Regions from separate parts of the Mus musculus genome. Here all the other regions are linked to region 2. Evidence: chromatin contacts called from public HiCAR-type, HiChIP or PLAC-seq and promoter capture Hi-C data. All regions are on one chromosome and are shown on one strand. The core of a region is the stretch at or near the end of the contact, and the rest is flanking DNA. Distances in the headings are between cores, read along the strand shown.

Region 1 (5,164 bases), core at 665-3,164, 940 kb before region 2:
CTGGATGTGTTCTGCTTTGAGCGAGTCCTTATTTCTTCCCTAGACATTTTTCTGGGATTTCAAACAAGGCTGTTAACTGTGTTTACAGTGAAGGTGTTCTACCTTCCTGCATCCCTCTGATCTATATTTTCACCTTATCAGTTATAATCTTGTCAGTGTATGTGAGGGAGCTCAGTAAAGAAACTGCCAACATGACTGCTCTGTTATTAGGCTTGGGATTTTTCATTGTGGAATAAGAAAGAGAAACCATCCAGAGGCATCGGAAGGGTCCAGAGCAGAGAGAAAAAGCAGATTGGACATGATTGGGGTAGGGATACAGCAGAGGGGAAGAGAATAATGGAAATAGCAAGAGATAAGTTATAGTGAGAGAGCACAAGAGAAGTGTGGAGTGAAGAAACCACATGGATTAGAAGTAGGAAGATCAGCTGTAGGGAGGACTCCTTCTGGGGATGGTAAAAACACCTCACAAGTTCTTGAAGAATATTGGCTTTTATCTAATCACCAAAAATTCTTCTATCTTCCAAAATGAGTTCATATCTGATATATGGGCTTCCTGAAACCTAACTGTCCAGAACTAACTACATGCTGTGGTCTCTTAGATCTCTTAGCAATGCTTCAAAGATAATTGTTTCGAAGTCCATCAGGTATAAGTGTTATAAAAACAATGAAATGTGACTCTCCCTGAGAAGCCCATGCCCATCTCTGGGTATATGTTCCATTTGAGCACTTTTATATCTCTGAACACTCATACTTAGGCCTGTATGAAAATATTTTTTATTAGACTCCTATTCTCCTAGTCCTGAATATTTTCAGCATCAAAGTTACAAACCCTGGTTTGAAATCCCTAAAAGATTAGAGGAATTTCTCAGGCCGTGGAAGTCAAGAGTGGAGCCGTTCTTCCTTTCTATTCCCTTTGTTAATATGGCTTAATAAGCCCACTCTTAAGAGAAATGAGAGTTTATGTTGACATGAACATCTATTAAAAATGTTGACAGTGACTTGATCTGTGATCATTAAGAACTGAAAACAACTCAAATATCCTTCAGCATAAACACACAACTCACAATGCAATACTGCCTAGCAATAAAAAAGGGGCAGGGCAGCAAAGCCCGAATCAGAAACTGTCCAACTACTTGCCAAAGACGCTGTACTATTTTGCATCCTCTGCTCCCCCATTAGCAGTCTGTAGGAATCTCAGTCGCTCTTCATTATTTCCAACAGTTGACATGGTCGACCTTTCTAATTCCTGATATTCTGACTTGCTCAAATATTCAAATCTTGTTTTGTTTGAGACAGAGTCACTTTGCAACCTCGAATTCACTATGTAGATCAGGCTGGCCTTGAACTCAGTCAGCCAGACTTAAAGGCATGCACGACCATACCTGACTATATTGTTTCTAATATGCATTTTATTATAGCTAGCTATATTGGTCACTTGTTATTTTTTGAAGACTAAATTATGTTAATGTGTGTGTGTTTGTGCGCAGGTGTCTGGAGAAGCCAGAGTTTGTGAAGTGCCCTGGAGCTGCAGTCTAAAGGCATTTGTAAGCTACCCAACAGGGGCACTGGTACCCAAACTCTGGCATACTGCAAAAGCAGTATGCCCTCTTAGCCACTGAGCCATCATTATAACCCCGTTATTTATTTTAACTGTGATTAATGTCCATTCAGGAATCCCTGTAAATTTTTTGTCCAAAACTTTGATTGCTTAATCGTAGATGCGACGCTCTATTACTTTCGTCATATTTTACTTATTAGAAGTGAGTTTGTAAGTCTTTGACTTGAGTGTCCTATATTTCCCAGTGCACAGGCGAAAAGCCGGGAAAGCAAAAGGCCCATCCAGAGAAAGCCCGCCAAACCCAGACGCCTTGGCGGTGATGTAACTTCCGCCCCTGCACGCTTCCTCGGGCGTCCCCTCGTCCTGGCCTGTCCGTTTCCGGCATTTCAATAAAGCTCCCTTCGGCTCGGAGAAGCCGTGCTCTTCCGGGAAAATGGCGACTCCCGCTCGCGCTCCAGAGTCGCCGCCGGCCGCGGAGCCAGCGCCCGCCGTGGGCCCCGCCGGGGATCCCTGCCCGCCGCGCCAGCCGCAGCCCGTGCGCAATGTTCTCGCTGCCCCGCGGCTTCGAGCCCCCAGCTCCCGAGGACTTGGGGCGGCAGAGTTCGGCGGAGCTGCGGGAGAGGTTGAGGCGCCAGGAGAGACTTTTGCGCAACGAGTAAGCGGTGGCCCTGGGGTCGCGGTTGCGGGGGATCGGGATCAGGGAACAGGCTCTCAGGGATCGGGATCCGGGGACTTGGTCTCCCGCCCCGCCCCGCGGCCTGGCGCGCGAAGGTGACCTTGCGTGGCCAGGCCTCCCGAGCCAGGCCTGTCCTGTGCGCGGGCATGGCTCCATGCTGCCCGGCCCTCACTCGGCAGCCGCGCCTGCTCGATTTCATGTTCGCACTACAGCTTTGAACGAGCTCCGGTACCAAAGCCTCTTGATCGGAACGTGTGGGATTTCCTTCTCTCTATCTGAAGCCCCACTCTTTCCCCAACCATAGATTTGGAGAGCGGGCTGGAAAGTTTGGTTCATGCGTAGTGGGGAGAAGATGATAGCTGATTGCCTAAAGGCAGCTTTGTTTAGGAACAGGATTGAAGGAAGACGCCAAAAGGATATTTTCTGAGAGGTTTTTTTTTCAGCAAGGAGGGAAAAATGGACCATGAAGGCAATCGAGGGATTGGGGGAACTGGTGTAATAATTTGGAGACAAATATATATTAATAGTTAACAGGTGGTTGAAGTTTCTGGGGAGCAACAAAGAATAATGGGAAAATTGGGAGAGAGGGATGGATTTTAGGTTAATTTTTTATTTTGGGCGTATTCAGTTGAGGGAGTAATTGCAGGCATTTAGTTAATTAAAAGCCAACCGATTAAAACCCAGAGGAATGAGTATTAGGCACAAGAGAGAGAAGGCTGAAAAAAACCGAGAGGAACTCAGTTGCAGAGAGGCATTAATACTGTTGAAAACGTGGGAATAAATGTATCAGGAAAAATAGAGGACCCAAGGTTTAGCCCCCTTCTCCTGTTTGTTATATAACCAAGGAAAAGAACCAGAAAGGGAATTTTTGTCACTGAGGGAAAGGAGCCAATGACCATTTGGCAGGAGGGGTTCCTACTAGAAACAGGTAGGTATTTTGACTTTTCAAGATTGGGTTGTTAATTTTAGCAGTGAATTAACCTTCTGGTCTTGGAACATTTTTATACTCTTTAAGAGTTATTTGGCATCTCAAAGAACTCCTGTTTATATATGCTGAGTCTAGAAATATTAGCAGTTTGCCAGAAGCAACTGAGAATTCTTTCAAACACAGAACCACATAAGCAAGTCCATCTTCCTTTGTAAGATAGTGATGTTATCCCATTATGTAACCTCTGGCATTCCTCAGTTCATCGGGGTTCAGAGACCATGGCTTAAAACCCACTGGTCCTTATCATATATTTATTGTACAGGCTAACCATGTTTTCCTAAGTGCTTAAGACCATTATTTTATATTTTTAGGAGGCTTGGAATGTATGGGTAGAGTTAAGACCCAAATTTAAATATAAGTTTCAGTTGTTTCTTACACATGGCTTGAAGGTAATTTTATACCATGTTCCTTATAGCTTGGGGGGGCGGGTTGAGGGGTTCAAGACAGGGTTTCTCTGTGTAGCCCTGGCTGTCCTGGAATTCACTTTGTAGACCAGGCTGGCCTCGAACTCATAAATCCGCCTGCCTTTGCCTCCCAAGTGCTGGGATTAAAGGCGTGCGCCACCACGCCCTGCTCATAGTTTGGGTTTTGACTACACCTCATCATCCTGTGGTCAGGTGTGAAACTTTCCACCCTGAGAGAATTTCATTTCCCATTCAGAGCACTCCCTTGGGGGAGGGGTTAGAATAATTTTACGTGTTTGGTTATTGTCTTAAGCCAGATTTTTTAAAAATCAAAAAAAATTTTTTTTAAACTTTTAAGAGCCAGCTTTTCTTTGATTCCATTTTGCCTTTTAAATACTGTGTTCCCCATGTTTAAAAACATGCCTGTAATATGTATGTGCTGGTTTCTTTTTTTCCACTCCACAGAAAATTCATTTGCAAATTGCCCGACAAAGGTAAAAAGATCTCAGACACAGTTGCCAAACTGAAAGCTGCCATTTCAGAACGTGAAGAGGTTAGAGGGAGAAGTGAACTGTTTCATCCTGTTAGTGTAGACTGTAAGCTAAGGCAAAAAGCAACCACAAGAGCTGACACCGATGTAGACAAGGCCCAGAGTTCTGACCTGATGCTTGATACTTCATCATTAGATCCTGACTGTTCCTCAATAGACATTAAGTCATCTAAATCAACCTCAGAAACACAGGGACCTACACATCTCACTCACAGAGGCAATGAAGAGACTTTGGAGGCTGGCTACACAGTAAACAGCAGCCCAGCTGCCCACATCCGAGCCCGGGCGCCCTCATCCGAAGTTAAGGAGCATCTCCCCCAGCACTCTGTTTCAAGTCAAGAGGAAGAGATCTCCAGCAGCATCGACAGTCTCTTCATCACTAAATTGCAAAAAATCACAATTGCAGACCAGAGTGAACCCTCAGAAGAAAACACCAGCACTGAGAACTTTCCAGAACTGCAGAGTGAGACTCCTAAGAAGCCTCATTACATGAAAGTGCTAGAAATGCGAGCCAGAAACCCAGTGCCCCCTCCTCATAAGTTTAAGACCAATGTGTAAGTGTCACCGGAACAGGCTTGTCATAAGAGTGAATGTGTGTGGAGCTCAGAAAAAGAGTTCAAAGTGTCATACTAGTTGAGGGGATGTCATGTGAGGAGCATGTGGGTCGGATTGACCATACTGTCTGTGAAAGTAGACCAGAGGGGCTAGAATGGAAAACTGCTTTTGGAAAAAAAATGCTAGTTTTGAAGGCAAGTCATTAGAAGGGTTTTAAATAGCAGATGGGGAGTCTTGTGTTTCAAGACACTTAGACAATATTTCATAATAAACACAGAGTGGGAGGGCAGATGTACCATGACTTCTTTCAGTACCATTTGCTGGTGTGCAGCTCTCCTCTCAGTTGCTGTGTAAGCCAAGAGAAGCAATTGCAGGAGCTAATGGGAAAAAAAATAAAACAAAACTGTGTGCTCATTATAAGTAGGCAACAGAG
Region 2 (5,904 bases), core at 2,986-5,485:
ATTATATCCTAGGCTTCACTGATCCTTGTATTACAGATCTTTCAGTTTGGCAGGCAAGGAAGAAGCAGCTGTGAAAATCTTGTGTTCACTCCACTCCACACTCCATTTTTTTTAGTGACTAACATTTAACACAGTATAAAGCAGTTAGTGGGCAGAATGACCGACCATGCACTGGGACTGAACGACTCAAACTGTGCTCTGTGGTTGATACTATACTATCCTAGTTGATAATTTTGAAAAGTTTTTTTTTTTTTTTTTTTTGGGTTTTTTTTTTTTTTTTTTTGGTTTTTCGAGACAGGGTTTCTCTGTGTAGCCCTGGCTGTCCTAGAACTCACTTTGTAGACCAGGCTGGCCTTGAACTCAGAAATCTGCCTGCCTCTGCCTCCCAAGTGCTAGGATTAAAGGCGTGTGCCACCACTGCCCAGCTGATTTTGTAAAGTTTTACAGAATAAAAATATAATATTATGTGTTATTTACTTACAAATATATAAAGTTTCAGATGTTTGTGCAAACCAAAAATCTACATTATACTTATTTCCATAGAGGGAAATCCTACATTTTTTTTAAAGCCTGTACGCACTGAAAATTAGTTTCAATACCAACTAAGCTATTATATTTAATTCTGAACTATACTGATTAAATACATAATTTGCTAAAGTTTATAGGAGGTTGAAAATCTAGAAGAAATCAGATACAGTATCTCTGAAACAAGGCAGGAAGGCATTATTAGCTCTACCTGTTTAACTGCTTTCTTAATACACACCCAAGTAATACGATAGTGACTCTCAACGGGAGAAGCTTTCATCTAGGTTACTTATTAAAAAGCTCCCAGGAAAGAGACTGTAAAAAAAACTGAGAACTAATCCATGACATAAACTATTTGATATTAGCTACATATTATTACAAATACCAGAGCCCACTACAATGTAATCCATACCATGGACTTGTGTCCTTCTAACTGTGTGGCTTAAACTCTATTCTATTCTATATTTAAGACTGTAAACTCCTTTTCCTCTAACCTATCTGAGCATAATCATTTAACATATTTCAGGTAGAGGAAGAACAGTAATAAGGACTAAACCCATGGCATGGCCCAGAGTTTTACCTTGAGACCAAACATACACTGTTTATGTTTTTTACATATATATTTAATTACATATATACCCAGAGCTACAAATATAAAACAAAATAAAAACTTCAAAATCAAACAATAAAAGCATGTATAAACTGAATAAATCAGATGGCATAATCAGTACTAAAATCATTAACTTGAAACGCAGCTTGTCTGCTATCACCAAATTATGTGAATCTGAAACCTATACAAAAACATGGTCATTCCTGACGTAAGTTTTTTGTTGTTGTTGTTTTTGTTTTTGTTTTTTGAGACAGAGTTTCTCTGTAGAGCCCTGGCTATCCTGGAATTCACTCTGTAGACCAGGCTGGCCTTGAACTCAGAATCTGCCTGCCTCTTCCTCCCAAGTGCTAGGATTAAAGGCATGTGCCACCACTGCCCAGTGACATACTTCTTTTTCACATGAAACAACTCCTACTTCACCAGAAGCTTCCAAGGTGAAAGGAATTTATCCCTCTAAATTTAAAAGCCTCAGGTCTTCAAGACGACTTAGTTAACCTTCTAAAATTGTATAGCCATATTGGCATTCCTATTGACCCAGGAAACTCTTATCCTTTTTTAATTTCTTCAGCACACACAGGGAACTCTTGAATCAAGAAATGTCAAATAGTAAGCTGACCAGGTCCTGAGTCATAGTGCTTAAGATCAAAATTGAAGATTCTCTTCTATAAAATTTAATCATCTTGGCTTTGGTTTAGTTTGGTTTTTGTGTTTTTGGAGACAGGATTTCTCTGTGTAGCCCTTGCTGTCTGGAACTTACTCTGGAGACCAAGCTGGCCCCCAACTGGATATCTGCCTGCCTCTGCCTCCCAAGTGCTGAGATTAAAAGTGTGTGCCACCACCACCTGGTCTATTCAATCATCTTATTCCCATCACAACTGTGTATAGATCGGGTACAGCAGTTAAGAAAATTATGTTCCTAACAAAATGACACAGAAGTCCATGACTTATTCTGCATGGAAACTATAGATACCAGGCATCAGACAGTTATTTGTCTACTCTCTGTGACAGTTTATGAGAAGCGGAAATTTGCAACTATTCAAATAAGATTATACTCACCAGATGTTTTTAATAACTAATTCCCATTTATTATCAAAATATTCATGTGAAAATTACCTTTCGCTATTCACATCAGATCATTCTGCCCTGGAAATACACAGAGCCCAATTTAAAAGCTACATTAAAAACCTAGTATCCCCATACCTTAAAACTTCTTTAAAGCTAATCAGTTGTGGGGTTTTTGCTTTTGTTAGTATGATCGATGAGGTCTTTTGAATTTCACTGAAAATTATTAGACTGCATAATGGAATAAATGGGAAATAAGCAGTATGTCAATTAAAACATTAAACAAAGGTTACAGATCTTGAATATACTAGAGAGAACAGCAAAGAGCCAAGGAAAGGTCTAGTGGGAATTTCACCAAAACTCTGCCAATTGTGGGGCAAGGTAGACATGGATCAAACTGTATTTCTTTCTTCAGATATTCCTACTATGAAGGATCGGTATGCAACTTAACTTTGTACCTTTCCCCAGAATCAATAAAGAACTTTCTTATTTTCTGGTCATCTTCAGCCGAATCTGAAAGGCTGCAAGTTACTCAGAGCCTGCTAACAGTAACTTTCTTCCTTGACCCAAGAAGGCAGAGTGCCAGAGGGAAATAGCAAAGAATAGCACTATATAAACAGGGCGAGTGGTACAAGAGCAGAGCCAAGTTATAGAACCAAAATATATTTTAAAATATGTTCAGAACTCGTAACAACCTTTGCCTTTGGTTGGTTTCTTGTTTGGAGTATCAGTTGAAACAGTTAATTCAATATTATCTGGATCGCCTCCTTCCTCTTCAATAGCCTACATTAGAAAGAGAAGTTAATATGCTACACAAACTATCTAAACTTATTTTATAAAAACTTAATGAAAATATATTACCAAACCTCCAGCCTCAAAACATTAGAATTGCCAGTTATTTTACAAACCGACTTCACAAACGAGTAATTATGCTACACAGAAAGGGGTGGAGGGTGTCATTGAGTATCGAAATGTCCTGGAACTTGAAATTCCACCCAGTCGATGGTTCCATGTCACATATACTGAACAAGAACCTAAATATGTTCTATTACAGAAAGTTTGTAGCTACTTAAATAAGGAAGAGTTTTCCTAACGTATTGCGTACACTTGTTCCCGTCTCCGATTCCAAGGCTTCACGCGAATAAACCTGAAAGCTTAACAGGACTGAGAACGTGGATGATTACGCTGATGCAATCAGAAATTAAGAATTAAAAATAAATCAGTTAAAAGCCTAGTGGGGAAAAAAAAAGATGAATCTTCCCTTCTCATCCACTCATCAACTCCCACTACGGATTTCTCTGAACAGGGGTGAAGAAACGGTTGGACACAATTAAACGGTAACTTCGGCCAAGTCAGCAAACTAACCATCGCCTCGGAGCCCGAGAGATGCACGCGCTGCGCACCGCCCGTAGGCCGGGGTACCCAGCGCCGCCCAGGGTCTGCAGCTCCACCCTCCGCAGGCCGCAGAGCCGATGGAGAGGGCGTCCCAGGGGAGGCAGGGGGCGCGACCGGCGGCGGCTCGCGAGGCCGCTGGAAGGCCAGGCTCCTCGCGGAGGCGCGGGCCCCGCGCGCCGGGCACGCACAGGCACCACCCGGTCCGCCCCGACCGCGGAAGCGTAGCACCTAAACGGCGCGGCCTACGCTGCCCTGCGCGCAGCGTCCGGGCCTCACCTGCTTCAGCCGGGAGACCAGTACCGTCTTGACCCCGTTGATGTCCAAGTTGCGGCGCTTCAGCTCGGACCTGAGGTCGATAACCCGCAGCTCCGTGATCTTCTTCCCTTCCGCCGGCCCAGAGGCGGCCGAGGCTACCACGGCCCCGGCAGCGGCAGCCATTTTGGGAAAGCAACGCGCTGCCGAGGCAGCTAGTGGGCTGCAGGGCGGCGGCGGCGGCGGAGGAGGAGGCAGCGGCGGTGGAGGCGGTGGCCGCGGCAGCACCAACTTCCAACCCGGGCCCCGGGCGGCCAGCGGCGCCGCGCTACGCTGCGCACAATGAGCCACTGACCACGCCCCCCCACGGGGACCACGCCCCCGACTCTGCTCCAGCGCAACCTGCAGCGGCACCCGGATGACGGGTGCGCGTGCGCACTGAGCAGGCATGGAGGGGGCGGAGCTCGCAGCGGACCGGTGGCTCGGCCTCTGGCGTGGTCCCGGGAAAGTCTCCGCGTGTCCAACCGCTCAGCTGTCCTCGGTACCACGGTTCCCGCCTCTCCATTAGCCTCCTTCTCCTCTCATCTCTTACCTAGAGCCATCGCCACTTGAGAGGCACCCCATAGTAGGGAGAGTAGGTGCGTCTCTTCACCGAAATGAGGGGGCGTGTGCGCCAGCCTTCCCGGAAGAAGTACGGAATCATCGTGGAAAGGTGGTCGGGGTATACTAGTGAACTTAGGTCGGCGGGTTCCGCCCCGGAACGCCCAGCGAAACCTGAGGCCGAGAGCCCAGGGGACAGTGTCACGCTGTGACCCCCTGAAGCTTAGCCCCTCTTTGCCTGAAAACTACCAGGCAAACGTCCTCTCCTCGTTTGCCTCAGCTTGCCCATCCCCTCCGACGGGCCTGATGGCTCAATGAAATTGTTCACAAAAGGAGAATAACTTAAAAGTATATGTTGCCCTGATCCTATACAGTATCCTCTGCCCTGCGCCGCCAGCATTTGGTATGTCAAGGACAGGGGCCACTTTATGGAGAAATAGCCCGCATAGTATCTCTTAGTAATTTTAATATTATTAATCATCACAGCGTAAATATCTATAGAATTAACACAAAGTTGGACAAAGTTAGGAAACACAGGGAACTGAATTAACATTTACTGGTGGGTGATGTTTTGTAAAGGCAAGGGTATGTTTTGTAGAGCGAGGTATAGAGCGGTGGGAGGGACTGCCTCATCCGGCTGATGCTGAGGCATCCCCACCCCAGGTACCATCCATAAGACTGGTCTAGTATAGAATAGAGTTTATTTGGGGGTATGGCAAGGGGAGCTGAGAAGGGAGTAGAGGCAGAGAAAGGGAGAAGACAGAAGAGAAGAGCCCGGCCAAGAACACGTGGAGGGGGGAGGGGAGAGGAAGAAAGGAGTCAAAGGGGGGGGGGGGACATTCCCATCCAGGCCTACCTGGCTGTTGCTAGGTAAGTGTTGGGCGGAGCCTAGAAGGAATGCTAAGGTGCTAACAAAGGTGGGGTTGAGGTTGTTTTGTTTTACATCTTTCTCCAGTTTCCTGGTTATAAAACTTAAATTGGACTGGGCAGTGGTGGGACATGCCTATCAGCACTAAGGGGAGAGAGGCTTGTGGATCTCTGAGATACACTACACTCCAGCCTGGTATCTGCAGAGTGACCCAGGACAGCCAGGGCTACACAGAGAAATCCTACCTTTATAAATAAATAAATAAATAAATAAATAAATGTGAGGTGTGCCTTACTTTGGGTTGCTACACACAGAGGAATCCTACCTTTATAAATAAATAAATAAATAAATAAATAAATAGTAAGGGTGAGGTGTGCCTTACTTTGGGTTGCTCTTTCTGAATCATTGGTTCAAATGGAGGAAAACTGGACGTTATAAAATCATACCTGGCAGTCAGTCAGTTCAGCATTTCTTTATGACTTTTAAGGAATTCTGGGATATAACAACCCCTTTAATTCTTCCCAGCTGCTAAAAGAGATTAAGTGACTTATAAAATATGGCTTACACATATGGCTTGTGTGTGCCAGTGCTG
Region 3 (5,698 bases), core at 407-2,906, 670 kb before region 2:
TTTATGTGCAGGCTTCCCTGGCTTGTTCCTAAACCCGGAGATGTGCCACACACTGGCACTATTGTTATGCAAACAATGCCTAGAGGGCTATAACCATTAACGACCTCTCATTAAAATGGCTTTCAAAAATTTGTCACACCATCTAAAAGCTAACAGGTACATTAAATCCACATTCAAAAATACGAATCCTACAAATCCTTATTCTGAAACTCAATGCAACAAAAATTCAGAAACGATGTTTTTGCATTTCTCTTTCAACCGTAACAGTTGTCACATGCGAACAACTTAACTTCTCTGCTTTTCGCGTATAGTGTAATGCCCGCGATGGAACACTTATCAGCTGTATCGTGTGCGCGCGCTGCAGTTAACTGGCGAGAGTTTGCGGTAGGAATGAAAATCAAATTAAAAAAAAAAATTCTAAAATGAACTCTCAAGAAGTGTGGCTTTAAAGGCTACAGTCGCCTTTTTGCTATAACATTCAATCCCTTTGTGTATGTATTTCACAAATTTCCCCCGTGGATTTTTTTTCCCTGAGAACGGTGGAGTGGTAGGGGATCAAGTCACATGGGGCAGCAGGCGTGTATTGCTTTTTAATGCAGTTTAACAACAATAATTCGTGCTTGACAAACTAAGATGTCAGAATTCGTTAGGAAAAAAATCATTAGGCTTATCAGTGCAAAAGTGAGCTCGCTAATTTATGTGACTTGAGTTATTTTCCCTTTTTCTAAAATGTCCATTGCCTACAAAATCCCGAGGAAATCCTGGCATAGACCTACTGCGTCTCGGCCAGGTCCCCGCGAAGTCTGTGGGACTCCGGTCCTGACAACCCTTCAGCGACTCCGCTCTGAGGGAAGATAAGCCCGCGCGGCCGCGCACCTCCGGACCCGAGGGACCGCGGGGCGACACCGGACCGCAATGCCACCCTGGCGGTGAACCCCACTCTGCTCTGAGACCGAGGGACAGGGAGAACTGCACCCCGGTGGGCTCTGAGGAAACCCAGGGGAACACCCTCCTCAAGCCAGAGCCCGGACTGCTCTGAGGAGACCTGGGGGACCCCAGAGCCAAACTCCATTTGCTCTGATAAAACTTGGGGGCTCGCACAACCGGACTCCGGTCTGCCCTGAGCTCTAAGGGACCCCAGAACTAAGCCTCGTTCTGCCCTAGGGACATCTAGGACCGGACCCTAGCCGGCTCTAAAGAGTCATAGGGGACTCCAGAACCAGACCCAGGTCTGCTCTGGGAAATCCCACCTCCCCAGGCAGTCCCGAGGTCGTCACCACCGTCCGCCGCCGCTGGCGATCCCCGCGCTGCCTTCTGTTTGGGACCGGTTCTCCCAAGACGCTCCCTAAACCGGGGCGGGACTTGAGAAGCCCGCATCGCGGTCCCCGCGGAGGCGCGGAGATGACAGGCGACCTCCGGGCCCCCGGCCTCTGAAGGGATCCAGAGGATGCTTCCAGAAAGCGTCCGCCGGACGGCTTTACCTTGGTGTACTTGATCTCGAGGTTGGGCGTGGGCGACGGCAGGAGCTGCAGCGAGGCCATGAGCGCGGCGGGGTCGGCCTTCACCTCGCCCGGCATGGCGATCTCGCTGGAAGTCATGGGCGGCCACGGGTGGGTGTGCGCGGGGCGCTGCGCGGCCGGGGCGCGCTCGCTGTATATAGGCAGGTGTCAAGCGGGGGGCGCTTCTTATTGGACGTGCGGCCCACAGGCGCGGGGGGCCGGCCCAGGAGGACATTTGCATACGGCCGCGCGCGGCGCCCGCACGGTCAAGTCCGCGGCCCACGCTCCCGCGGGCGCGCCCGGGGGGGCCTCGACGGCCGGAGCGCAGCCTCGGCGGGACCGCGCTGGCCGATGGCAGCCCCGCGAGCCTTAGCGCTGGTCGGCCGGGAGGAGAGGCGCCCGAGCCGCGGCCCCGCCGAGCCCCGCGCCCTTCCTAACACTCGCTCTTCTCCTCCCCCGGGGTCCCGAGCAGCCCGAAAGAGCTTTCGCTCAGCCTTCCGCGTGGCGCGAGGGGCGCGTGGCCGCTGGGTGGGGTGATAGATGCTCCCCACACTCCCAAGGAGAACCTTCTGGAACCGCCGACGCCGCGCTGGCCCCCACCAGGCTTCTCAGCCCAACTGCTGCCCTCTGCCGGCCCCGCGGCCTAGTTGTGCCTGAGGCCGTGGGCTTCATCTGCCTTGGGTTGCCTGGATATTCCAGGTCTTGATGGTCTCCTTCCAGCCCTTTCCTTTCCTCTTCCCATCCACACCGGGAAACACTTGGGATTTTCTGTTGCTCTTCCTGTCAGAATCTCCGGGTTGAGCTTCCATCTCCATCCCTTCTCGTCTTACAAGCAGCCTTATAGTTGAGTAAAGATGGGCGCTGATCAGGAATCAGTAGCCTAGACAGTTCACTCCAGATAGCGTGGGAGAATCATTGGACCAATATCACGAGCCCATATAGATAGCTCTTTATAGGGCTTTCTGCCTCTATCCCCATGAAAATCCCACAGCCTTATCCAACCTGACTCTTCCTGTTTTTCTATGGAAGACTCTCAACTCCCAAGCAACTGCTTCGCTCTTGCTCAATCATTTCTTTGCATGTTGTTCACTACAAAACACTTACTTTAGATGTGTTCATTAACTAAAATTCCGTAAATGATTGGTGCTTAGATTCTGTGCAGACAGAATGCTGTTGTCTTAATTGAATTTGTGAGACAAGTTCCAGGCTCCGAGAACTCTTTATAGGGTATCTGCCTAAAGTGACCGAGCAAGCACTACGTCGTCGTCCTAGAGCAACAATACAGCCTAATTTAGGCAGTTGAAAAATTCCTATTCACAGGGAACGTTTATGGCCAAAGAGTGTGTCTTAATAACCGAATATACTCCTAAGAATCGCCTTTATTTAAGCTGTAGAAGACTGAGAAAGAATAAGAAGAATGGTGGGGAGGTAGCTCTGTAGGTAGAGTGCTTGCCTAGAACGCTGGGTTTAGTTGCCAGCACCACCTTGAACTGGGGTAGAGATGCATGCCTGTAATTCCCAGCATCCCACTGGATGGAGGCAAGAGGATTAGAAGTTCAAGTTCATCCTCTCTTACAGGAGAGAAGGAGCGAGGGAGGAAGAGAGGGGGGAAGGGGAAGGGGGTACAGAGGAGGAACGGAGGGAGGGACAGAGGAAGGGAGGGAAGAGGGAGGGAGGGAAGGAAGGAAGGAGGGAGGGAGGGAAGGAGGGAAGGAGAGAGAGGGAAGGAGTCTGTTGGGGAGGAGGATGATCTCAGGGTTTGGTGAAGGAAGAGCAAACACCCCAGCAAAAAAAATAGTTTTTGGTGCTGTTCTTTGTTTTGGTTTATTGTCGAAGTTGTTGTTTGAGGTGTTTTGTTGTTGTTCATTTGTTTTGTTCAAAGGTGTTTTCCCCATCTTCCAAGCAGGGCACCATGCTGGAGGTCACTTTAAGACAAGATGAAGAGCCTTGCTCCTGGGTAAGCTCACCACCTTTCCTGTAGATCTATAGATAACTGTCTGTAAGAGGGACAGCTCTCAAAAGTGGAGCAAAGACAAGACCTTGGTGCTCCACCTAAGTGGGAGGCCGGGTATCTAGGGAAGCTGACCTTTTGCCCTGCTTGTGGCTAGGGAAGTGAAACTTCACTGGTAGAGGTGGGAGCACTGCTGCCTCCGCAGAGGCTGCTGCAGCAGCAGCAGCTGAACAGAACTGTTTGGGAATGTTTCAGGGAGCATCGGCTGCAGCTGGAAGAGCAGCAAACGAGGCTGGTAAGTCAGTTAACTCCAGGTTGTGGGAACCTTAATGCTTCTGGGGAACTTAATGATGGAAGTACCGAAAAGCCATTAGAAGTCTTTGAGGAAGAAAGAAAAGGGGGAATCTTGTGGGCCGGATGGCTGAAAATGGTCTGGAAGGAGTGTCTGAAAGCATAAGCCAGAATTTGCACTTTTGACCCAACTCTTCCATTTCTTATTTGCTACCTGCAATTGGAAAGGCCAGTCAGTATGTGGATCACAGGATTTATCAACGCTTGATGCAGATAAACTGAGTTCTATCTTGGAAGGTAAGGGAGTGTGTCTTGACTTAGCATCTCTGGTCATCTCCTAGGTCGTGCTCAATGACAGCTGGTTTGAATTGTTCCCTCATGGCCCCTTTCCCTTAACACTTTGTAATTAGACAGTGAAGTGATCAACACAGGACCAGAGTCTTCTATTTCCCATCTGCCTTCCTCGGGTCCAAAAACAACATGAGGCACTAAATTAAAGCATTCCTATTGGCTGATATGAGCGAAAGTACTGTAGCTGTCTACTCCCACCAGTAGACGAAACTTCCTTACCTTCTCTGGGTACAGAGCACATTTTCTCTGTAAGTTCTGTTACTTGTCCCATCTTTTACTATGCATGTTTACATTGAAGCATTTGCACAAATGCTTTCCTTCCTGTATTTAGACTGGAAACCCCTCCAAATCTTTTTTTTCTTTTTAGATTTTTTTTTATTATTTATTATATGTAAGTACACTGTAGCTGTCTTCAGACACTCCAGAAGAGGGAGTCAGATCTCGTTACGGATGGTTGTGAGCCACCATGTGGTTGCTGGGATTTGAACTCAGGACCTTCGGAAGAGCAGTCGGGTGTTCTTACCTGCTGAGCCATCTCACCAGCCCACCCCTCCAAATCTTACACTCAAGATTATAGCCTCCTTTGGACTAACAGCTTCACTTCAAGGTGGGAACAAAATTTAGCAGGGAACAGAATATTGTAGCCATGATACTTCTTTAGTCTACTTGTTGTAGACCCCCAGGATGTATGTTCCTCCATGTTCCCTCCTCTCCATATCTCTCCTCAATGTTTTCTTTCTTTTTTCCTTTTTCTTTATCATCTTGTTTTGCCAGTCTCTTTTCCTCTATAATTTTGGGAAACTGTCTTCCTATTGCTAAGTTTTTGGTCTTTGCCGCTGATTTGGTTAAACATATTTTTTCCCACCCTTACAACATTTCTCCTCCCAACCTCCCCAATCTGTAATTATTTATTGTTTAGGATACATCTCATCTGAAAACTCCTGCACCAGGTAACCTAAGCTACAGAATGCTGTTTCCTTGTGAAAACAATTTATTAGGCCCCGTGGAACCAATATCCTGGAGTTGTAGAGGAGAAAAATAAATTCTTGCCTCATATTTCCTCACCTGAAACATGGAACGCAACGTTGTAATTTCGAGGCCTGGGTTTTATGTGAAGGTCGTCTTTAAGGGATACAGCCATAACAATTTGGGCTGCATAGCAGACGCTTTTAAGACTATGCAAGTATTTATTAAGAAGTGTGCTTTCTAAATCAACAAAGGAACTGAGTGGGACCTAAAGATTCCTCTCCAGGAAGGTACCTTTGTCTCAATGATAGCTGGGACATCGAGCCTCTATGTTCTGGAAGAGTCTCTGTGTCAGATGGCCGGCTTAATGGCCTTCCCATTTCCATCACTAACCATGTTGACAGCCTACCTTTTCCAACTGATATGCTGGCATTGTAATTTATCTTCAAAAAAATAAATCACATGTTATAGCCTTTCTATCATCTGGGTTAATCGAATCAGTTCCTTAAATGTCTTTAAGTCTAATGATTTGAAAGAGGCACATTGTTTGAAATATTAAAAAAAAAAAAATCAGGGCTCTTGGGTTGTATGCAGAATGATCTCAGAGCTCATTTCAAACCTAAGTGTCTCCTAATGGTCT
Region 4 (5,749 bases), core at 335-2,834, 520 kb before region 2:
AGAGGCTGATAGAATTGTGTTCTACTGTATGTGAGTCATGTCTCAATAAAGCTGTCAACACAAATAAAGCGTTCGAGTCCATGTGCCTCTAATATCAGCTCTCACTATGGACTCTGAGGCTCATCAATAGAGCTTATTGCTGCGCAGAGGAAAGTGGTCCCTGGAGCTTCAGTCTGATCCTGCTTAGGCCACTCAGTGTGTCCTTGTTGGCAGTGCACACAGGCACCCAGGGTACTGGTACCTCCCTGAATGTAATAAATAAGGCATCTCATCAAATCAGGCCTACAGGCCAACAGCGCATAGCTAGTGGATTCCCTACAAAGCACATCTGAAAGAGTGGCCTGGTGCCTAGAGAGGGAAAGTTGTGCCACGTTGCAATAGGAGGCTGTAGTGCATGTGTGTTGGAATCCAGCTGTGGTTCTATGTCCTCCGTTTCTTCCCTCTCAGGGTTTCCAGATGTCACTGTAACCAGGCCAGAAGGTCGACGCTGAATCTGGAATGAGTGGAATCTGCAGGATTCTGGTCCAGCTGGGAGTGAGTGTTGGGGGTGAAGGTGGAGCTTCTCTGATGATTTTTTGTGAAACCGCTCTCTGAAACTCTCTTAGCTCGTGTGAATACCTTTATTCAGGGTGGGTTCTATACATATACTTTATTCGGGGTGAACCAGGACTATAATATATGAAGAGTGGAGAGTGGGAAGGAGATTTTCTTAGGGGAACATTTCATTGGCTAGGGATATCTCATTTGCTTGGAGAGGCATTACAGGAAGTTGAACCTGTGATTTTTTTTTCCAGGAATTACCTGATGTTCCCCAGGTAGAGTGTGGGTTGGGCTCCCCAGATCAGGCGGAGAACAGGAAGCTCCACTAAGCAACGGGGGAGTCCTCCATTTTACGAGGACAAGCTCAGAAAAAGCTGTCTGGACACGGTAGACTAAATCTTATTAGCAAGATGCAACAAAAGTCATGGCTGGCGGAGGTGGTTCACTGAGGGCAGGTCACGGGGGATATAGGATAGCCTGTTTCTGGTTCATGTGACTTAGGAGAGACCAAAGCAATGTGACTTATGCACAAAGCTCTTCTCTCCCTGAAGAAGGGTTTTGTAAAGAAGCCTACTTCTGGCCTAAGCTCTCTCGAACTCCTAATCTATGTGAAGAACAAGCCCTGCATGAGTTTTACCATCACACAGACAGACCCACGCTCCCACACCTTCCCCACCAGGATGAACCGTTCCCTTTGAACTGTGAGCCAAACGAACCCTCTCCTCCCTTTCCTTGCTTCTGTGTAGTGTTTGGTCAGGGAGAGGAGAAAGGGTTAACAGCAGCCTCCAGCCCAGTTCAGATCTTTGTGCCTCTGGGCTAAAATGCGCATGGTTTCTGAGGGAGACAGAAGAGCCACAGGCAAGCCCTCTCATCATCTGCAGTGCCCAGGATGCCTGAGGCCGCAGATGGAGTAGGAAGGACAAGAATGCCTTCAGGAGACTGAGGAAAACCAGAAGCAGAGGTACAGTTGTGGTGCCTTTGATCTGTGTACCACACGCCCATCTCTCCACAGCGTGGCAACCAGCCACGCATGGCTGATTAAGTCCACAGGTGCATTTTCACATGTCACCAGTTATTGACTATTATCTCTCTCCCCACAACCAGCCATCTGCCCTGGTATGCCAGATCAAAATAAATCAACAAACAAAAAGTGGCAGGCAGCTGCTACCTCAGGGATATTGCAGCCAGTGCTAGACTGACTTTTTTTTTTCTTTTTCTTTATTTCTTTTCTTTCTTTCTTTTTTTTTTTTTGTCGCTATTGTTTTAAGACAGGTTCTCCTGTAGGCCACGTTGGCCTTGAACTTGCTATGTAGCCAAGGATAATCCTGAATTTCTGATACTCTGCCTCCTCTAGTGCTTTGGCTGCAAGCATGTGTCGCCACACATAGCTCACGTAGGGTTGGGAGGTCGAATCCAGGGCTTTACATGTAACACACAGCCCTTTACCTATGGGGCTATAGTCCCAGTTCACTAGTAAGTTTGAGTGTTCTTTCTTCTTCCTCAGGTGACCAGGTGGCACTGTGTGTGTGCGTTTCTCGTTTAAAGTAACACGAGCTAGGCAGGTTCAGGCCATATGAGACAAGGATGGCTATGAATACTGCCTGACCAAAAAAATCATAAATGTATGTAAGACACTCGTCTGTGTGTGTGTGTGTGTGTGTGTGTGTGTGTGTGTGTGTGTAACTCGATTGCATGGTTCTTGAGGTTGAACCTTGAAAAGTCCAATGCTGGGTTGCAATGTCAAAAGGCAGTCATGCCTGAGAGGGCTAGTCATTTTTCCTGCATTCGCCCACACCAGCTCGTACGCGCCACGCATTGTGGATTTTGGAGCCTCCTGTTCTCTTTTCTTTCCACTCTTGTTTCTGACAGCTCTCCACAGAGGCCGCTCACCATCTCCCATAGCCCTTTCTCCCCTGAGTCAAAACCCATTAAACTCCCCCTGCCCAGAGCCATGGTTAAAAGCTGCCCCAATGGCTTGGTGGTGGGGAGTGCCACCCTCACATAAAGTGCCTGAAGAGACACAGAGAGATGCATTTCGCTGGCCTGCTCATTTTTAAAAGCAATTTCTAGCACTTTTCCCCTCTGCTGCATCCCACCAGGTGACAGGAAGGCTTAAGGATTAATTGGTTGTGACATCCCAAACATCTGCTCCCCGTCCCTATGGAGGGCTCTTGACCAACTTCAGGCTTAGCCTTAAGTTCCATGACTTTGAAGATGAAAACAATAGCCAATGTGAATAGAAGCAATTTCAGTGGTTTGTCCTCTCCATCTTCTGAGGCTGACAGCTGAAGGGAGCCACAGTCACTCACTGGCTTGCAGGTGTCACAGCTTGCTTTCTTCCCTTCTGGCCTTTCTGTGATTCAAGGACATTTTTAAAAGTAGCTTGGGGCTGGTGAACAGCTGGTTGCTGCTTCCTTCAAGAACATGCTAAGAACAGTGTGGCACTGGCTTGTGTTCTTTGCTTTTCTGAGGGGTGTGTTTAAATGTGCCAAATGTCTGTGCCTTGTGTCATTATCTCCTCCTTTCTCCCAAGCTCCATGAACGACCTCCCCCTACCCCACCATCCCTGACCCCTACATGCACCCCTTCCCCCACAGACAACTTTGTTCGCTTCCTTCAGCTGAGATGGGGAGGCCATTGCCAAACTCACACCTCAGAAAGCAGAGACAAGATGGCTGCACTTGATTGCAGAAGAAAACAGATACCTCCCCCAGCCAACAAGAACTACCACAGGCCCTGAGCAATGAGTGGGACATATTGGGGGACACAGTACACCCAGGAACAAGAAGTTCACCAAGAGCTCCAGCCTCTACAGGGAGTGCAGGGAGAGGTGTTACAAGCAGCCACCAGGAGGCAAACATTTCCAGTTAGAGATGGGAACTGGGAGAAAGTTCCCAGCTAGGAGAATCTTGGTAGAGCCCAAGAAAATGCCTCACAAAACAAAGAGCTTTCAATATACACTGTCCTGAGGAACACAAGGCCAGCTCTGGATCCTGGCCAGCTCCACCTTTACCACTTGGGGATGCCTGGTGAGAAAAGAGGTAAAGATCTACCACAGATTTCTTGAGGCAGACAAAATTGAACTGAGACTGCGTTTTGTGTATTAAAGTGGCCACATCAATCAACAGTGAGCTGGTTCATTACAGGCCTGCTGGAGTGTTTGGTTGGTTGGTTGGTTGGGTTTGTTTGTTTGGTTGGTTGGTTGATTTGTTTGGTTGTTTGGTTGGATTTGGTTGGTTGGTTGGTTAGTTCGTTTGTAACTTGGGATGGGGAGCACATGTCCATCAAATACACTTAAAGCTGGAAAGGAAAATAAACTCACAGGCAGATCATCCTAGATGTCAGGCTGTGGTCTTGCCGGTCACAGACACCATAGCAAGGAGTCCAGGCCCTGCAGACCTCATTCTCCCGTGGAGCCTCAGGAACAGGAGAACCACAGAAAGCTAGAGTTGTAGGACTGGGGTGTGGGGATGTCCCCTCTGTGATGAGAACTTTCTCTGCTTTCATATGAGAGCCCCAGCTAAGCCGCCACTTGAAGGAGTGACAGAATTCCACTTTATTTGAAAGACCCAGGACTTACTTTTTGTCTAACTGCAGCTACTCAATTGAGGAACAAAGGGGACGAGTGATCCACCAGGAGTAAGCAAGAATCTTGACTTAGAGATCCAGGCCCCCTCCACAGCAACTTTGACCTCTCATCTAGGATCTTTCGTGTCATCAATCAAATTTCTGAGGAACTGTTTCACTTTAGACTTGGCAAATAATAGAAATTTTTTTAAAAAATGAAGATCAGTAAGCAGAAGTTGGAGAGGGAGGATCTGTAAGACATGGTGGTCTCGCTGCTTGAGACAAGCTTAGCCTGTGAGGTCCTTCTGACCTTCACAGTGCCAGGTCTCCAAGGGTGTCTATGGAAAAAATGGATTCTCAGTGGCCATGTCATCCTAGGATACAACCAAGACTCTGGATGTTTAACAGTGGTTGTAGTGATTTAGTTGCCATGGTAAGTTTGGACTCACAGAGTGATCATATTTATTGGGCCAAGAATGTTTGGCATGGGTAGATTTTGGCCCTGGTTGCTCCCAATGACTGAAGGCCATTCTGAAGGGACATAACAAGGGAGCCTGCAGGCTGAGAGGTGACTCATCTCTTTTCAGCTAGAAAGGGCAACTTCCAAGCTGTGGAAGATTCAAATGGCAAAGGAAGGCACCCAGGACATAATCTATTTCTAGAAAACAACTAGGGAGAGACAGGATATGGGTGGAGAGATGGCTCAGTGGTAAAGGGCACTCCCATGTGCATAAGCACACACATCCATAATTAAAAATAAGTCTATAAATGAGGTAGGACATTTGCCTACACAATGGATGGCATTCAGCATGAGGTGGCCAAGAGATGTTCTAAAAGGGGTACTCTATAGCTTGAAACACAGAGAGGTCAAAGTTCAGGTGATGAGGCTACTGAACTAAGCATATAACTCATAATCCTGAGGGCAAAGGTGTCAAAGAAGCTGTACTAACTTGGGAAGGTCTGGGTACTCCAGCATGGACCCTTACAAGAAGTGGCTCTGACATCATAAGCAGCACAATTCCCAGAACATATAAATTCTAATGTATACTACCTTTGCTCATATATGAAAGTGCTTCACCACCAGGGTCAATTTTGGCTCCAAGGAGGGTGGGTGACAACATATGCAGATGGTCCTTGTGGCCACCACAAGAAGTATGTAGTTGGGTGCTAGGAACACCCAATAGCCCAAGGAGACCATTAACCAACACATCACAACAATGAGCTAGCCAGTCCCAAAATGTCAACAGAGCCAAAGTGGAGAAGCTTGTTCTACAGTGAAGTCGTTACAGAGCCTGCCCATTGTCCTTAGTGAAACCTGTCCAAGATGCACACAACAGGAGACAGGAAGCACACCTCACAGACCTCAGCCTGGAGGACCTAAGGCCTGGGAACTGGATGCTGCTATGCAAGTGTGTGCAGTCACCATACATCATAGCATAGTTTACTAAAAGGAAAGGCAGTGCTCATCAATTCACTGTATAACAGGCTAATAATAGCAAAGTGTGCTCATACCATGCACACCACCCGATGTCTCCTGGTGCCTCTCACTGTCCCGGGGGAACTCCTCTGCAGTTGCAGAGCATAGAAGAACCTTTACATTCTCAGTCCCAGACTCCAGGACTCTCCTTGTATGGCTCCCAAC

What was found. Promoter capture Hi-C pulls out the DNA fragments that hold promoters and counts their contacts. HiCAR-type assays count read pairs that join an accessible place to other places. HiChIP or PLAC-seq counts read pairs in DNA pulled down with a chosen protein or histone mark.
Region 1: a contact with region 2 is called in a HiCAR-type map of astrocytes, with 4 times the contacts expected there. The contact joins the promoter of Polr2m here to the promoter of Sltm in region 2. A contact is called at or near these places in 1 of 39 promoter capture datasets (pre-B cells) and 2 of 115 datasets of contacts at active chromatin or transcription factors (astrocytes and cardiomyocytes).
Region 3: a promoter capture Hi-C map of pre-B cells shows a contact between it and region 2, with 4 times the contacts expected there. The contact joins the promoter of Aldh1a2 here to the promoter of Sltm in region 2. A contact is called at or near these places in 3 of 39 promoter capture datasets (hippocampal neurons, liver and pre-B cells), 1 of 484 Hi-C or Micro-C datasets (embryonic stem cells), 1 of 115 datasets of contacts at active chromatin or transcription factors (large pre-B cells) and 2 of 9 other capture datasets (liver and macrophages).
Region 4: a contact with region 2 is called in an H3K27ac HiChIP or PLAC-seq map of large pre-B cells, with 3 times the contacts expected there. The contact joins the enhancer-like site here to the promoter of Sltm in region 2. A contact is called at or near these places in 16 of 39 promoter capture datasets (the 3T3-L1 cell line, 3T3-L1-derived adipocytes, the C10 cell line and 12 more), 1 of 15 datasets of contacts at CTCF or cohesin (pro-B cells), 2 of 484 Hi-C or Micro-C datasets (bone marrow-derived macrophages and pre-B cells), 8 of 115 datasets of contacts at active chromatin or transcription factors (bone marrow-derived macrophages, cardiomyocytes, embryonic midbrain and 5 more) and 1 of 9 other capture datasets (embryonic stem cells).

Annotation. Positions count from the first base shown.
Region 1 is chr9:71,482,733-71,487,896 of GRCm38.p6, reverse strand. Polr2m (polymerase (RNA) II (DNA directed) polypeptide M) reads left to right here and starts at 1,914. Exons shown (of 4, transcript NM_178602.3): 1 at 1,914-2,213; 2 at 4,092-4,730. The coding sequence starts at 2,101.
Region 2 is chr9:70,541,046-70,546,949 of GRCm38.p6, reverse strand. It overlaps Sltm (SAFB-like, transcription modulator), which reads right to left and starts at 4,235. Exons shown (of 21, transcript NM_025690.4): 1 at 3,869-4,235; 2 at 2,893-2,980. The coding sequence starts at 4,030.
Region 3 is chr9:71,211,747-71,217,444 of GRCm38.p6, reverse strand. Aldh1a2 (aldehyde dehydrogenase family 1, subfamily A2) reads right to left here and starts at 1,656. Exons shown (of 14, transcript NM_009022.4): 1 at 1,482-1,656. The coding sequence starts at 1,598. It overlaps Gm3458 (predicted gene 3458), which reads left to right and starts at 2,059. Exons shown (of 4, transcript NR_110518.1): 1 at 2,059-2,198; 2 at 3,406-3,456; 3 at 3,706-3,745; 4 at 5,012-5,532.
Region 4 is chr9:71,061,371-71,067,119 of GRCm38.p6, reverse strand. No RefSeq gene overlaps it. Among named protein-coding and RNA genes, the nearest start is that of Gm46120, 4.9 kb to the left of the region's middle. Within about 2 kb of position 1,584, at least 20 of the 459 cell types and tissues checked have an H3K27ac peak or open chromatin away from gene starts, as enhancers often do.